Linked DNA regions of Sus scrofa: all the other regions are linked to region 2. Evidence: chromatin contacts called from public Hi-C and HiChIP or PLAC-seq data. All regions are on one chromosome and are shown on one strand. The core of a region is the stretch at or near the end of the contact, and the rest is flanking DNA. Distances in the headings are between cores, read along the strand shown. Region 1 holds the start of ABCD4 (ATP-binding cassette sub-family D member 4). Region 2 holds the start of ISCA2 (iron-sulfur cluster assembly 2 homolog, mitochondrial). Region 3 holds the start of FCF1 (rRNA-processing protein FCF1 homolog).

Evidence for each region. A called contact is a pair of places that touch in the nucleus more often than the background predicts. HiChIP or PLAC-seq counts read pairs in DNA pulled down with a chosen protein or histone mark.
Region 1: a contact with region 2 is called in an H3K27ac HiChIP or PLAC-seq map of alveolar macrophages. The contact joins the promoter of ABCD4 here to the promoter of ISCA2 in region 2. A contact is called at or near these places in 3 of 5 promoter capture datasets (fetal liver and liver), 15 of 47 Hi-C or Micro-C datasets (alveolar macrophages, blood, brain and 11 more) and 2 of 2 datasets of contacts at active chromatin or transcription factors (alveolar macrophages and skeletal muscle).
Region 3: a Hi-C map of embryonic fibroblasts shows a contact between it and region 2, with 2.8 times the contacts expected there. The contact joins the promoter of FCF1 here to the promoter of ISCA2 in region 2. A contact is called at or near these places in 2 of 47 Hi-C or Micro-C datasets (embryonic fibroblasts and heart right ventricle).

Annotation. Positions count from the first base shown.
Region 1 is chr7:97,584,304-97,587,003 of Sscrofa11.1, forward strand. It overlaps ABCD4 (ATP-binding cassette sub-family D member 4), which reads right to left and starts at 1,390. Exons shown (of 20, transcript XM_001929196.5): 1 at 1,230-1,390. The coding sequence starts at 1,267.
Region 2 is chr7:97,739,106-97,741,805 of Sscrofa11.1, forward strand. It overlaps ISCA2 (iron-sulfur cluster assembly 2 homolog, mitochondrial), which reads left to right and starts at 1,374. Exons shown (of 4, transcript XM_003482288.4): 1 at 1,374-1,472; 2 at 1,676-1,778; 3 at 1,899-2,014. The coding sequence starts at 1,402. NPC2 (NPC intracellular cholesterol transporter 2) reads right to left here and starts at 982. Exons shown (of 4, transcript NM_214206.1): 1 at 871-982. The coding sequence starts at 952.
Region 3 is chr7:97,939,584-97,942,283 of Sscrofa11.1, forward strand. FCF1 (rRNA-processing protein FCF1 homolog) reads left to right here and starts at 1,410. Exons shown (of 8, transcript XM_013989168.2): 1 at 1,410-1,478; 2 at 1,705-1,772. The coding sequence starts at 1,738. It overlaps AREL1 (apoptosis-resistant E3 ubiquitin protein ligase 1), which reads right to left and starts at 1,349. Exons shown (of 20, transcript XM_005656411.3): 1 at 1,154-1,349.

The DNA.
Region 1 (2,700 bases), core at 140-2,639, 150 kb before region 2:
AATTAAAAGACTTGGAGAAGGCTGGAGTTCCCATTGTAGCTCAGGGGGTTAAGAACCTGACCAGTATCCATGAGGATGTGGGTTCTATCTCTGGCCTTGCTCAGTGGGTTAAGGGATCTGGCCATTGCCATGCGCTGTGGTGTAGGTCCCAGATGCGGCTCGGACCTGGGGTTGCTGTGGCTGTGGCTGGCAGCTACAGCTCTGATTCAACCCCTAGCCTGGGAACTTCCATATGCCACCATGGCCATTAAAAAAAAAGAAAGAAAAAAGAGAAGAGTTGGAGAAGGTATTCGCAGAGTGAAAAACAAAGTAATAAAATCTATAGCATACAATAAATTCCTTCCTCAGGAAGACAGACAATCCATGGAAAAGTGGGGAAAAAGATATAAATAAAGGAAAACCGGAGTTCCCGTCATGGCGCAGTGGTTAACGAATCCGACTAGGAACCATGAGGTTGAGGGTTCGATCCCTGCCCTTGCTCAGTGGGTTAAGGATCCCACGTTGCCGTGAGCTGTGGTGCAGGTTGCAGATGCGGCTCGAATCCCTTTGGCCCTGGTGTAGGCTGGTGGCCACAGCTCCGATCCAACCTCTAGCCTGGGAACCTCCATATGCCGCGGAAGTAGTCCTAGAAAAAGGCAAAAAGCCAAAAAAAAAAAAAAAAAAAAAAAAAAAAAAAAGAAAACCGAAATGCTTGATTCAGGAGAATTAACACAATGGGATACTACCTTAAACGGATCAGGTGGATAAACATTAGAACACCAAACAATACCAAAAGATCGGAGGGGGGCGGTGCTTAAGGGGAAACAGGAACCCTTATGCAATGCTGTTGGGAAGCTGGTGGGAAGCTGGGTGTGACCATTCCAAAGAACAAATTAAGTGTGGCATGCCATCCCACCCCAGGGGTGTATAATACAAAGAAATCATCCATATATCCATAAAGGAGGCAGGGGTGGTTAAAAACTGGAAGCAAACTAAATGTCCATCGCTAGGGGAATGTATAGCAACACTAGGGTCTAATGCACTCGGTTGGCACGGCGCAGCACTCGGAAGTGGAAACTAGATTACTATAGCATGGATGATCTCAAAAACACAACGTTGAGTAAAAGATTTTTTTTTTCTTTTTAAAATCACAGCAAGTTAAGAAGGCGCAAGGCAGCTGTGCCCCTTCCCCACACAGCCCGGAGCAGGGCGCCCCGAGGTCCGGCCTTCCTCCCCAGTCGCCTGCTCACCTGGCGCCAGCTCTGCGCGCAGGACCAGAGACCGCCATGACCTGGGATCCGACCCACGCAGGAGCCGGCCCTCTAGGGTCGGCTCGGGTTGGAGTCGGAACAGCCGGCTGCCGGCCGGGCAGGGGCGGGGCCCCGGGACCCACTACCACAGAGACGGGCAGATAGAGAGGCAGGCGCAGCGCGACGCGGCCGCTCCCGGAAGCGACCGCCTTCTCTTAAAGAACCAGAGTGCTGAGCCTGGGGACCCCGCGCCTGCAGCGCCCCCTCGTCAGTATGGGACGTTTCCCCTTTGGCAAGAGGTAGCCGAGACGGTGACTGAAGTATGTTATGAAATGTATTTTAAACTCTGAATGTAGATGTTCCATAATGCTCCCCCAAAAGCCAGAGTGATCTTTTAACAACATACATCAGGCTTCCAATTTCAGGTAGAATAAAATCCAAACGTTTCCATGGCACTGGTGATCCGGCCTTCTCCCCTTGGCCTTCATTGGAATGACCGCTTTATTCTGGCCGCAGGGTCTTTGCTTGGATCATTCTTCTCCCTAGCCTAGAGCTTTCCATTCATTAGTTCAAAAGTCAGCTGCTCACCCTGCTTAGAATTTGCCCCATCGTTCACTAGTGCATTACAGTTTTCTTCATAAATATTTATCACTGTCTGAAATCAGCTTCTTGCTTATTGTTTGTCTTCCTTTGAAAGAATAAATTTCATTGAGCAGAGACTCCGTCTTGTTCATGGTTGTACTCCCAGTACCTCAAACACTGCTAGTATATAGTGAGAGCTTAATAAAAATTTGTTAACTGTTGATTGAAATGTTTATCAACTGGCTGATAACAAGCAGCATGATCTCACAGAGCTGTTAAGTTTGAATCTAGTTGTATCTTCCCACATTCTTTTAATCCTTATTGTGTCAACTATATTCCAAACACTCAACAAGATATACCTGTCACATGCCTTCATGGTATTAACAGTCTAGCTGGGAAGGCCAATCAGTTGACAATTACAGTTGTCTTTATGAAGTGCTATGGCAAAGATACCATACAATAGAGTTTCTCAGCCTTGGCACTACTGATTTTGGGGTTTGATAATTCTTTTTTGGGGATTGAAGAGACTGCCCTCTGTATTGTAGGATGTTGAGCAGTATCCCTGGCCTCTACCCACTAGGTTCTAGCAGCACTACCCTAGACCCAGTGCGCGAACCCCAAATGTCTCCAGACATTGCCAAATGGGGAGGAGTGAAATCTTAGCCTTGTCCCACTTCCTAGACTAAAAAACAATGTCCCAGAGCCACAGAGAGGGCCGTCCAACTCAGGCTGGGGAAAAGGCAAGTCCAGATTTTGTGGAAGAGTAGATAACTGAGTGATTCCTAGACACAGCAAGAATTTAACCTATTCCTAAGTGTGATTTCCCAAGGATGTCCTTGCTACTTTGAAAATCAAACAGATAAACATATAGGGATACAATTTCTGGAAA
Region 2 (2,700 bases), core at 124-2,623:
TAGATAGAAAGGAGGACATTTATTCTGGGTGTCATTCTGCTGTGTGACTGGGTAAGTTAGCTAACGTTTCTGGAATTTGGTGATTCACTCCAGGATCGCCGAGGTTCCCTCCAGCTCACAAGTTTTATAAAATCCGTTCCATGCCTCTTTATCATTACACTTCTCTACCTCAGAAAAGTTCTGCAAGAACAGTTAATTTGATAGACCTGACTGAAGGAATTTACAATTTCTACTCGCCTGTTGTGTTTTTCAGCACACATGCCAACCACAACAGCCAGAGAGGGTTATGTGTCACTGTCACAAGTTGTGACCAGAAAGAGGAGTTTCAAAAACAGGAGGGAGAAACAAACTCGTCAGCATCACAAAATTCCACAGACCAAGGAAATCCCTAATGGAACCAACAATGAAAAGGAGAACTGACTTTTGACTTCTCAGCAAAAGGGAAATTTAAAAAAGCAAAGGGAGTGTGGAGGGAGAGGTCATCCAAAATCTTAAATACATAAATAAATACGTATTTTTACATAAAGAAAAAAGTTTTGAACCGCATCCCTTACCCACTACGCTGAATAAGAACCTTCAGATGTTTGCCCTACAAACTTTAGGAAACTTCAGCATAGGCCCATCTCCAGGAATATCCTGGGGCCCCAAACACGCTTTCCAAGGAAAGAGACAACGTTGTGAGTAGTCGGGTTTTATCGAGGCCACTACCTTGTCCCCTACCCCAACTCATTTTAGCCCACTTCACGAGAAGTCTGAGGCTGAGTCTAGACGCCCGCGGGACCCACCCAACCCAGCCTGAGGTCTTAGCATCAGGTTCCGGCGGGGGTCCCGCAGAGGGCGTGGGAACCTTGGACTGGCCCCGGGGCTCACCGCAGTCCCTGAAATGCACCGGCTCGGCCAGGGCAGAAGCGCTGAGTGTCAGGAGCAGGAACGCAGCGGCCAAGAAATGCATCGCAGCTCAGGAGGTTTCAAGCTCACGGAAGGAAAGCCAGCTGCCGCGGTCACAAGATAAACCTTCAGGGGCGGGCCGAGGGAGGAGCCCAGTCAGGCGACCCGTGACCAGCAACTGGGACCGAGGTCCGCCTGCGCCCCGCCCCCGGCTCTAGGAAGCCAGACACAGGGTCCCAGACATTCCCTATCTCCGCCCATCTGGCCTGCTCCGCAGCAAGAGAAGCTGCAGCCCTCTGCGTTCCTCCCTGCTCCTCCCTCCAGCGCTCCGCGGGGGCTTTGTGGGTGTGTCCCCGCTTCCGCAGGGGAGCATCTCTAACCAATCAAATCCTTCCTCCTCCTGCACCATCCAATAGGTGTGCCTAAAGGCGGGGCCTCTATGAGTCCCGCCTCCCGAGGCCCAGGCCGAGAAGGGGATTGGGGCAGTGCGAGAGGCGGGGTTTGTAGAGGAAAATGGCGGCCGTTCGGGGTTTATACATAACAGCTGCGGCTCTGAGAGCGGTCACCCCCTGGCAAAGGGGCAGGTACCAGCAAGCCTAGGAAGTCATTTGGGAAGGGTGTTTGGTTCTGCGCCCCCGAGACTAAGGGGAAACTAAGGCTCGTGGAGGAGGTGAAGGTTTGGCGTGAAGCTGTCCAGGTGGAGGGACATCAGGTTTGGCGTGAGGCTGTCCAGGTAGAGGTTACCGGCCTTTTGCTCCCAGGCTCACCCTCCTTCCTTGCTCAGCAGGCTCCTCGCGGCCTCTCGCGGACCTTGGGCTCTTCGGGAAATGTCGTCCTCCAACCCTGAAGCTGGCGAAGGGCAGATCCACCTTACCGACAGCTGCGTCCAGGTAAGAGGCCGGACACGGGGCGCCCGTGGCTGGCGAGGGCTGGGAGTAGGGGTACTTTCCCTTGGCTTATCCGTCTCTCTCCCTTGCCTGGAATTCTTGACCTCCCTTCCTGCATTTCAGAGGCTTCTGGAAATCACCGAAGGGTCAGAATTCCTCAGACTGGAGGTGGAGGGAGGAGGATGCTCCGGATTCCAATACAAATTTTCACTGGATACAGTTATCAACCCCGACGACAGGCAAGGAGAAAGGGGTGGGTTCTCAGAGAATGTGTGGGAGGGATAAAAGTGCCTTCAGCTTAAGGTGCTCTTTTATTCCAAATTTATTTATTATTATTATTTTTGCTTTTTAAAAAGGGCCGCACCCGCTGCATAGGGAGGTTCCCAGGCTAGGGGTCGAATCAGAGCTGCAGCTGCTGGCCTACACCACAGCCACAGCAACGCAGGATCCCAGTCCTGTCTGCGACCTTGGCACCACAGCACACAGCAACACCAGATTCTTAACCTACTGAGCGAGGCCAGGGATCGAACCCTCATCTTCATGGTTCCTAGTTGGAGTCATTTCTGCTGTGCCATGATGGGAACTCCTTTTATTACAAATTTAAGAGGTTTTTCCGAGGGTCCTGAACACCACCCTTCTCACAGAGTGGGGGTACAGTGAAGATTCATTGTCTTGATTCAAAATAACGAAGTCCTAGGAGGAAAACTGCCCTGTCTAGGTCCATAGCATAGTTGGTAGAGAGTCAGACTGGTTTAGATTCCAGGCCCTAAATCTCTACACGCTTCCTAGGAGTCATTCTAGTGAACCCTTTTGCCTCAGAGAAAACCAGCACCTGTCAAAGGTAATAGGAAAGCTTCCTCTGTATTTCAGAAAACAGAAGATGTGCACCTCTGGGCTCAGAGGGTGTTATGTTTTTGGTGTTTAC
Region 3 (2,700 bases), core at 160-2,659, 200 kb after region 2:
CTCTGACAGAAGACACACAACTGTAATAGAAAACAACTTTAATAAGGTTTACTTGTGGTGAGTACTCTTCTAGGGACTTCATATTTTAACAAACTTAGTCCTTACTATACACCTGTAAGACAAATATTATCATGATTTCCTCCATTTTACAGATAAAGAACTGAAGCAGAGATAAAATCACCCAATGGCTAGTAAGAGACAGAAGAGGATTTTAACCCCATCAGTCAGACTCCAAAGTTCATGTTAATACACTATGGTTCACGGTAAGGATTATGGTGCAATGGTCAGCTTTTTTTTTTTTTTTTTCAACCTCACAGCCTTTTTGGATTTCAAATACTAGGACAGCTTTGCGCAATAAGAAAAGTACATGCTTTGGAATCAAACAGACTTTCCTGAACAAAGTCCGAGGTTCAATCTCACCATTTGTAAAATCAGGGTTTTGCGTTATTGTGAAAGTCAAAGCAGGTAATATAATTAAAGTGCCAAATACAGTACACAAGATAGGGGTTCTTGAAGTCCACAGACATGTAGAGGGTCCACAGATGGGCTTCAGAGTCCACGAGTCTCACAACTGTAAGACAAATGTATGTGTACCCATTTATTAAATAATCGTCCTTGGAGCTCCAAAAGGTTAAGAACCATCAACTACATAGCAGATACTCAACGGACTATCTCCCCTTTCCTGTTCTCAAAAACTCTCCCTTTTCCATTAAGGATGACACACCAAGGCTGCACACTAAGTGTTAAGTACTTCCCAACGTTTTCCTGGCTCGGTAACGAGTAACACATTCAAGTTTACGCCTTAATTTTCCAGAGAGTGTCTAAAGAAGGCCTTCATATGCTACACCATCTCTCGCCTCACAGGGACGAATACACGGTATTCACTCGGCGAGAAGCATGAGAATTGTCCACCTGGTTGCACGAAGCATCATGACGGCTGGGAGAACCAAGTAGATATTAGAGCCTCCGAGGAGCATGATAGAGACCTGGGGCCCCAGCACTGAAAGATAAGGATAATGGGTTTCCCCAAACTATTGGGCAACCCAGAATTCCGTCCCCCTTACCCTTGTCCTCCCTCTCTCTGGAACTCTGGTGCAGGCAAATCCTCTGGGCTCTGCCCTGTGCTGGAGTGATAAGAGGAGAGAAACGTTACCGGAGCAGGTGGGTGCAGCACGGCGAGGTCCCAGCTCTGCCACCCCGGTAGGTGGAGGCAGAACCCGCAGATATCCAGCCCGCGACCCTCTCCGCAAGAGACTTCAATACAAATCCCGGCCGCAGCTGGGAACCGGCTTCGGGCTTTTCCGTTCCCCAAAGTGGCTTCCGCTTCCGGGCTATCCTTTGCCGGAAGCAGTATTGGGTGACGCAAAACTGTCGCGCCGCAGGTGATTCCAAAAGAAACTAAAGTGCGGCGTGAACATGGTGAGAGAAGGGAAATCGTCGGACCACGTTTGGGACGGAGATTGAGGGAGTAGTCCTTGGTCAAATTTCCACCACATTTCTCTTGCTTATTTTCATTCTGATCTTAGACTGCTCGGAATGGTGTTTTTTTATGCTCCAGCGACAGGGGAGAGCGCTGGGTTGGGGCAGGTAGAGTAAGTAAGGGGAGCTGGGTATTTGAGGGAAGAAGAGAGTGGACAAAAGAAAAGGATTCACAAAGATGCAATGTATTTTCAACTCTTTTAACGCTAAAATTTTTCTTTCAAGGGGAAGCAAAAGAAAACACGGAAGTATGCTATCATGAAGCGAATGCTTAGTCTCAGAGATCAGAGACTGTGAGTGTCTGGAATCAACTGCGTTCGTAGACTGCCCAGAGATATAGGCGTCACCAGGGGATAAGTAGTCAAAGTTTTTGTTGTTATTTGTGTGTATTTTTAATATTATTGTGCCTTGGATTTATATAACGTAAAGTAGTAAAGTATAAAGTATGTGGTGAATGGGATGAGAATTCAGCATCTCTTTAAGTGTTCAATTTGTGCGACAGGTTTTATATACTGTATCTGCCATGTCACATTTAAGCCTTCTAACAATTCTGTGAGGTGGTAGGATTATCCTTATGTTCTTGCTGTTGCACGTATACTCCCAAGGAAAAAGATGTCGTATGATTGTTGAAAGACCGTGAGGTCAGAAACCAGTTTTCCTGTGCAGCCAGCACCTGACACTCAAGTATTTTCGAAGGAAAAAATAGGAAGACTCCTAGATGTCTCCATTTTATAAATCTTCTAAGAAGATTTATGATAGCAACAACAACAACAAGACAAAAAAAGACCAAAAAAAAAAAAAAAAAAAAAGGAGTTCCTGTTGTGGCGCAGTGGTTAACGAATCCAACTAGGAACCATGAGGTTGCGGGTTCGGTCCCTGCCCTTGCTCAGTGGGTTAACGATCCGGCGTTGCCGTGAGCTGTGGTGTAGGTTGCAGACGCGGCTCGGATCCCGCGTTGCTGTGGCTCTGGCGTAGGCCGGTGGCTACAGCTCCGATTGGACCCCTCGCCTGGGAACCTCCGTATGCTGCGGGAGCGGCCCAAGAAATAGCAACAACAACAACAACAAGACAAAAAAAGACCAAAAAAAAAAAAAGAAGATTTATGGCTATGGAAGAAAAAAGTAGAATGGCTATGGAAGAGTAGAATGATATTCCCTATTATAAGGGGAATCTAAACAGCTTGCCTGCTTCAGTGAAGAATGGATAGAGTTATTAAATAAG